Linked DNA regions of Mus musculus: region 2 is linked to region 1. Evidence: chromatin contacts called from public promoter capture Hi-C data. All regions are on one chromosome and are shown on one strand. Each heading gives the region's core, a stretch centred on a gene start, on an enhancer-like site or on the middle of the called end of the contact. The rest is flanking DNA. Distances are from core to core; before and after follow the strand shown.

The links. Promoter capture Hi-C pulls out the DNA fragments that hold promoters and counts their contacts.
Region 2: a contact with region 1 is called in a promoter capture Hi-C map of second pharyngeal arch cranial neural crest, with 2.3 times the contacts expected there. The contact joins the promoter of Minar1 here to the enhancer-like site in region 1. A contact is called at or near these places in 20 of 39 promoter capture datasets (3T3-L1-derived adipocytes, the C10 cell line, the HPC-7 cell line and 12 more), 8 of 484 Hi-C or Micro-C datasets (Sertoli cells, bone marrow-derived macrophages, cerebellum and 3 more), 3 of 115 datasets of contacts at active chromatin or transcription factors (SST interneurons, embryonic stem cells and stem cell-derived neural progenitor cells) and 3 of 9 other capture datasets (adipose tissue, embryonic stem cells and liver).

The regions. Positions count from the first base shown.
Region 1 is chr9:89,448,553-89,452,654 of GRCm38.p6, reverse strand. No RefSeq gene overlaps it. Among named protein-coding and RNA genes, the nearest start is that of Gm40543, 96 kb to the right of the region's middle. Within about 2 kb of position 2,759, at least 6 of the 459 cell types and tissues checked have an H3K27ac peak or open chromatin away from gene starts, as enhancers often do. A contact at or near this core is called in second pharyngeal arch cranial neural crest, where this site is marked.
Region 2 is chr9:89,620,792-89,624,633 of GRCm38.p6, reverse strand. It overlaps Minar1 (membrane integral NOTCH2 associated receptor 1), which reads left to right and starts at 1,648. Exons shown (of 4, transcript NM_153509.2): 1 at 1,648-2,017.

The sequences.
Region 1 (4,102 bases), core at 1,510-4,009:
AGGCAGAGACAGAGATAGTGACAGAGGCAGAGAACATGTCAGGAAAAGAGTTGGATGTTCTCTGTCTGTGGTTTAAATTTCGAGATAAGAGGCTAAATGGCTGAGATTTTCTTCATTATAGACACAGGTCCTTGCCAGACATTGTTTTGTCTACGGCTACCTGCTGTCATCTTCTTCATCTATATCTATGGTTTTACATCATATTATTTCAACATCCCTCTTACTTGAGTCCACCTGAGTCTGCCTGTGACAAACAACCAACTATATACCTAACTAATAAAGCATGGCCACCAGGAAGTGCAAAGTGGCATCTTACTAGTGTTTCATTTTGCTTAGGTGCTTAATTACTGTGCTCACCTGAGTTCAGAGAGCAAAGAGGCACAGTGAGAAGCATACTGGAACACATCTCTCCTCTGTTTAGGTTGCCTTACAAATTGCTGGCTATGTGACTTAGGAGAACTAACATGCCTCGGCTTAGTTACCCCACATACAAAATAGCTTACCCAATTTGGTCAACATTAAATTGGGAAGCATAGGAAACATTTTTAAGTAATAGCATCTCATTACAGTTGAGGTTATCATCTCTCTTCACTCTTCCCTTTTTTTCCCCTCCTCATTGCCGACAGCTGGCAGTATGGAAAAGTTCATAGTTATATCCAAAGTGGTGCTGAAATTGTCCTTCACAAGCCAGTGGGGCTCCTAAGCAGCACTTAGATGTCACTTAATGTAAAGAAGGGATTTGCACATTTCACAAACACGAGAATCTGAAATCATGGCCCGTTCACCAAATTGGGCCCACTGCCCATTTTGTAAATATTTTATTGGAGCACGGCTATTCATGCCTGTATTTTGAAGTTGTCTGAGCATTACAATGGCTATAGTCAGAAGCTCTGACAGAGACTGAGGAGCCCATAGAACCTAATATATTTGCTGTCTGACTTTCTACAGAAGTTTGCTAATCCCTGTTGCCAGGTGTGTTCAGAATGGGATGAGTAGAGACCTGATAATGACGTGGAAGCTAGCTCCAAGCTGGCTCTGTCCATGTAAGCCGTGCATTTCCAGTGTCTCACAGAGCATGTTGTACCACTCTACCTCTTCTGAGCAGCCCATACAGAACCCATTCAATGTCCATCCCAGATGCACATGTTACTAACCTATGAGCCACCGTTTGAATTTCCAATGGACTGCTCACACCATCTCTTTGAGATTTTCCTGAGCACCCATCTACTTCTCTGCTTTGCTCCTCTATCACCTACCCTCTAAACATATGCTTCCTCTGCCTCCTGCCAGAGCTGAGTCTTTGGCTCCACTCACTTGAGGTTTATCTTCCTTTCTGGCCCTGGCCCTGTGCTTTCCAACTGGGGCCACATTCATATCCCTGAGAACCTGATGCTCCCAACTGCAGGGCTCAGGACTTACTTCTTTAGGGGTCATCCCGAGGTTCAGGTGTTGGGAATACAGCTTCTGTACTTGAGACTGAAATCCCTATACTGGTTACCTGTCAAGATTTGCACTTCCTTTCTTTCTCTACTCTGTCTTTATATCCCAATTTCCTACACTGTATTGGGTGTCACATCGAAAATAAACAACCTGCACTCCCATCCTTTCTTATGGTCTCTTTCTAGGACATGCCAACCTCAGATATTCATTTACCAGTACTCACACAATGTCTCCCAAGTACATTCCTAGGCATAGAAATTTCATTAAGGCAAACATCTCAAGAGTTACAAGAAGCCACATATTGAGTGATGTCCAGAGCAGTCAAGACCACAGAGAGTACACATTAGCAGTTTCTAGTATTTGAGAAAAAAGACCTGATGCTTATTGCTACTTAAAAGACTGCTTAATGGGTGCAGAGTTTCTGTTTGAGGTGATGAAAAGGACCTGGAAGCAGTGATAATGACTCTATGTGCTGTCAGTGTGGTTAGTTTTACTGAACTGTGCACCTTAAAATGATTAATAGTCTAGGGGTTGGAAAGATGGCTCCATAGCAAAGAGCAGTAACTGCTCTAGGTGTTCGGTTCTGGGGTTCAGTTCTCAGCACACACATAATGCACATGTAGTGCACAGATATAAATGCAAGCAAAACATTCATACACATCAAGTAAAGTGATAGTAAAATTTAAAAATTATTAGCACGTTAAATACAGATGTATATAGGTATGTCCACAAAACAAAAATGGATGAAAACCTCAGATGGTAGATTCTTACTATATTTGAAATACAATAAATAAATAAATAAATAAATAACTGTGTCCTTTGTATAAGAGATTACATGTCACAATTCTTCCATCTCCACCTGTGTTTGCTCTGTCTTTTTTTTCTTTTCTTTTCTTTTCTTTTTTTTCTTTTCTTTTCTTTTCTTTTCTTTTCTTTTCTTTTCTTTTCTTTTTGTTTTTGTTTTGTTTTTTCAAGACAAGGTCTCTGTGTAGACCTGGCTGTCCTGGAACTCACTTTGTAGACCAAGCTGGCCTCAAACTCAGAAATCCGCCTGCCTGTACCTCCTAAGTGCTGGGATTAAAGGCATGTGCCACCCTGCCCGGCTTTTTTGTTTATTTGTTTGTTTGTTTGTTTTATGTTTGCTTTGTCTTAGGTCTTGCCTTTTGTGGACATGGCCCTCATGGCCTGCATTTGCAGGGTCTGCAGATTCCTCCAGCGATCCGGAGGAATCCAGCCGGTCTATCCACACCAGTCTTAGAACCACTCATGGATAGCCGAATCCTCAGAAGCCCACAGTCCACAGACAGATGGGACTTCTCAAATTTACCCCCTGTGAACTCTTTTCACACTCCTTGGAAGCTCTGTCATGCATCCAGATCCTGCGGGTCAATTTGGAGGCTAATGACACACATATGGGCCATATGGACACTGCTTAAACTGAAAATGTGTGCAGCTGTTGGGGTTGCCGGAGCCAGATGTTCAGCTGATGATCTTCTTTGGCTGAATATAATCTTGCTTGAAGTGGCTTTCATAGGAGGCTGGCTGCTGAGAACCAGGCTCTGTCTTCTAGAACACTTGTCTCTTGTTAACTCTGAAATAGAGGGATCATGTTTTAAGATATGGAACAAAGAGCTGTGCGTGCATGTGTGTGTGAGTGTATGCATGTGTGCATGTCTCTCTCTGTCTCTGTTTCTGTCTCTGTCTTTTTATGTCTCTGTCTCTCTCTTTCTCTCTCTCTCTCTCTCTCTCTCTCTCTCTCTCCCTCTCCCTCTCCCTCTCCCTCTCCCTCTCTCTCTCTCTCTCTCTCTCTCTCTCTCTCTCTCTCTCTGTGTGTGTGTGTGTGTGTGTGTGTGTGTGTGTGTGTGTATAAAGTCCAGAGAACAATCTTAGTGTTGTTCCTTAGTAGCTGTTGATCTTTCTTCTTGCATTAGGGTTTCTCACTGGGACCTAGAATTCCTCAAGGGAACTAGGTTAGTTGGCCAAGCAGCCTCAGGAATGTGCCTGTCTCTGCTGATACTGGTTTAGAAGTGCATGCTACCATACCTGTTTTGTTGTTGTTATTGTTTTATCTGTTTTGGTTTTTGTGTGTCTATTCATGGGCTTGTTTTGTTTTGTTTTATATGGATACTGGAGATTCAACTCAGATTCTCCTGCTTTCAAAGCAAGCATTTTACTGACTGAACTACCATCCCAGCCCAGCAGATATGGTTTAGCTAGAATATGGTATATGCATGTTTGTTTTGTGTGTTTGTTTGTTTACTTCTCTGCTACGATTTTAAAATTGCTCACCCAAGCACCACCTCCCACATCTGGCTTACTTTTCTTACTTCATCTTACCTGCCTGATTAGAACGTGGATTTGTCTGTTTTCTCTGTTTTAATGACTTGGGGAGAATGAGAAAATGAAATGGCTTTGATTCTCAGGTAGATATTGAAGAGAGGCTCATAGGGACACTAACTGAAACATACTGTGTGCTCCAACCTAAAGCATACAACTTTTACTTTTGACTCAACAGTGTTTAAAAGCCTTCATTCATTTCTTTATGATGCAAAGAATGGAACCATCATAGAAAGCTCAGAATCAATGGGGACTTTCAAGAGAGGGATCCAGGTCTTGAGAATTCATTCATGACCCTACCAGCCGTCTCTTATAGTAAAGGCAC
Region 2 (3,842 bases), core at 399-2,898, 170 kb before region 1:
GAAATATGTTTGCTAGGTCTCTATTTACTCTCTGAACAACCAGGCTGCTGCAGCCTCCAGAGTTCTCTCCATTGGAATCCAAATGGACTTCTTGCTCAGCACAGTTAACAGTTATTCCTCAGGGTTAGGTCTGTCTCCCTCTGCCCCTCTTTGCCTTCCATATCAGTTAGCAGATCTTTGACTGCTGACTATCCCCCAGATTGTTTGGACCAAGACACTACTGGTTACAAATTTAGACTCCTAGGCAAGCAAGGTACAGTGGATCAAATAAACTTGACCTTTCTTTCACCTCTCAGTTGCTTTTGTCCTCCCTAGAGGAGCATGGTCTTGCCTGGCACTAAAGTAATAAGGGTGAAATTCTGGGAAAATCCAGCTGGCAGCTTATTACCCCATGAGGCTTTATTTAAAGTATCCATGTATTAACAGGTTCACTTTTAGAACGCTTCCAGTCATAGCAAAAAAACCTCAGGCAGGAAAGCTGTCATGGAGACCAGTGTCCCTCCTCCAGCCCCCACCACCTCCCAAGGACAGAAGACAGACCACAGGTCACAAAGTTAGCCAGGAACCTGCATTTGGTTGCACTCTTGGAAAAGTAACCTAAGAGGGTGCCACCCCTTAGTTATTTGTTCCCCAATAGTAGGCTTCCCCCCCTTCCCTTCCCTCCCCTTCCCTCCCCTTCCCTCCCCTTCCTTTCCCTCCCCTCCCCTCCATCCCGCTTCCCTTTCCTCCCCTCTCCTTCCCTCCCTTTCCTTCCCCCTTCCCTCCGGTTCTCTCTCTCTCTCTCTCTCTCTCTCTCTCTCTCTCTCTCTCTCTCTCTCTCTCTTTTCTCTACTCTTCTCTTGATTCCACGAGTTTGAAACTATAATTCCGTTTCTTTAAAGCGCTGTTTGTGTGACTTTCCCAGCTGAGGAAGACAATCTGTATAAATGGTGGCACCACAGGCAGGCTGCTGCATTTCAGTCCCACTGCAGTACCCTAGATGGCTTGGGAAAAGCCTCCAGTCCTCATCGATGTATCCAATTGGACTTTTGGAAATCTATTCCGTTAAGAGTGTGAGTGCGTGTTTGGGGAGGGCTGGTCACGTGAACGCTAGTCTCTCCAATCTGGGTACCAATGAAGCCAACACCGGCCAGGAGGGAAACATCAATGAGCCAAGTGACCAGTTTGCCCTGGCCTGGTGAAGCACTGCAGAGTCTGAGGCCCCAGAAGGGTGAGCAGAGTGCACCTGGAGAAAAGGAGAGCAGCGGACGATGTTAGCTTCTGCTTCTCCACTGGGGGCCGCAGTCACCTTCAGCATCCGGAAATAGGGAGAAGCAAACCCCGGGGTGGATCTGGCCCGAGGCTCCCTCCAGTTCCAACCTCTGCTTGCTTTTGCCCGGTCTCAGCAGGCGCGACTCTTAAGGAAGCAGAGGCTTTCTCAGGACTCTGGGGTTGCGGGCGCCCACTCTCTAGGTGGCTGCAGCCTCTGGCAGGGCACGCCCTCGGCGCTATTGCCGCGCCCCTCTGGAGTCTGCCCCTCCCGCCCTAGGGAGCACGAGCCCACTGCTGGAGAGTCCTGCCTTCCTCTGCTCCCCAGGCGGGAGATGATGGAGAGGCTAAACTGGGTCTCTGGCCATCGAGTTCCTGGCCCGAGCTGCCCACGGTATCCAAGACCGTGATGTGGTGACACTGGCTGAGCCTCAGAAACCGAGATTGGGGCTGATCCGGACTCTGAGGCCGCATCCTCCAGCCGCTGAGAGCCCCAGCATCATGCAAGTGGGCAGTGGCTGCCGACTGCCCAGGAAAGCCCGGGTGCGACCCTAGTCTGCAGATCCAGACCTCGTGCTGTGGGGGCTGAAGTTAACCTACGCCAGGGGTGTTGCCCCAAGTGCAAAGCCTGGGCTGCCCTGGAGCCTAGGATTCTTTTGCCTAGGGAACCTTCGGGAAGCTCTGCGTTGGAGGCCCTGTGGACCACCACCTCAGAGCCACGCAAGAGCTGCGGAGGACCGGGGACGGAGAGCTGGAGCAGCCCCCAGAGGTAACTTCAGAAAGCGGGAGACCCATGGGCACCCGAGCGCACATGTGCAAGTATGTGCGTGCAAGGTGTGATCGCTACGTGCCGGTTGCTATTACACAGGGACTCTGTGTAAAGTCCCAGGCTACTGGCACTCCTCCCTGGCTCCGATAGGTTCCCGACTGCAGGCCGCCTGGGCACGGAGACCCTTTTCGCTGAGCTCGGTACGGTAGTGGGAAAAGGGGTGTGCGTGTGCACGCGCATGTGGTATGTGTGTTTGCGTGTGGTGTGCGTGTGTGTGTGTGTGTGTGTGTGTGTGTGTGTGTGTGTGTGCGCGCGCGCGGTAGGTAGTAGGCTTGGCCATATCTGGTGGAGGGAAAAGAGATGAAAGTAGAGATACAATGGCCAAAGACCACAAAATTCTGGGCAAGTTTTCCTGGTTAAGAATTCATTTCAAACAACGGTGTTTTGGGGGTCAAGTAGGTGAACTGTTTGTGTGACACCTCCCCACCCCCGACCTATCGGAGTAAGGTGGAGAACTGAACCAACCCTAGAAAAACGGACCAGTGTATCCCAACGTTAAATTGCGATTTCCAGTCACATTGTTGTGGAAAGGAGGTGTCTTTCCTCCTGGAGACGTTCAACTTCACCTGCCAGAAAAACACCAAAGCAAGGCCTGGCTGGCAGCGGGGCTTGAGTTCATTCACACACTAGCTCACCTCTCAGCAGCCTTTCCCACCTGCTCTACCGCCATCCCTGCCAAGTCCTGTACTCTGCGAGGCCACAAAACCAGCAAGTAGTCATTGGTCCTCTCTGCAAGAGTGCAGGGAGCTTCTGGGAAGCAATTGAGTAGCTTGCTCTAACAGCATGCATGCCGACGTTGTTTGTGAAATAGTAGTCAAAGGTTGTAAACACCGGGGTGGGGGTGGGGTGGTGAGGTGAGTTGAGATCAGCTAGTCTTTTCAGTGGGAAATTAAGTAAGGTTTGCCAAGACAGAGAGGAGGAGAGACAAGGAGTCTGTGTGCTAACACAGGTCGGTTTTATAGAACTTACATTTTGTTTGAAGGATGGGGTGATTTTCTTAGGAACTGGTGGGACCATGGCAGCTGCCATTGCGGCTGGGATTTGGGGGGTTGGCTGTTTGGCTCTGCTATGGTGTTATGCAGCATGACATGAAGGATTTCCAGGAGTCATTGAGGGGCAGTGCATTTGACCGGTAATTTATCCCCTTCTCCCTGCAAACAAGCTTTCGTTACCACCTCTTCTGATGAAATCTTCCTTGCAGGTAGAAGCTTGCCACTTGCTCTGGGTATAGGAGCCTTCTGAGATGAGCTCCTTGCCAGAGCAGTGACAGCCTGGAGAGGGGACATGGCTCAAACAAGAGTAGTGGGAGAGAGTTGGGTGGATGGCCTGAGCAAGCCCTTAGAATTGGGTCTCTTTTTATGTATCAGAGCATAAGAGAATAATGAGGAATGATGGAGTGTCTGCAAAAAACAGCCAGTTTAGAGTGGTTTGTTTTTTGTTTTTTTTGTTTTTGTTTTTGTTTTTTTGTTTTTTTGTTTTTTTTACTAGAGGCTGCAGGGAAACCTGAAATGTCTGCTTAAGAAAGTCTGGGTCTTATTGCATGTAAGAGTGATTTGTATAGATCTGCAACTATGTGAAAATAAACTTCAGTTGCTAGGGAAAGAGCAGCTCAAACAGTTTATTTGCATTTCTGATGAATTTGGTGTGTGAAAGTGTTGCATAGCGCTTAATAGTTGCAAGAGAGACAAAGGTTCCATTGTGTTCCTTAGGAATTTTTGGATATATAATGTCATTATTTTCTTGGCCAACACCAGAGGCAAGATTT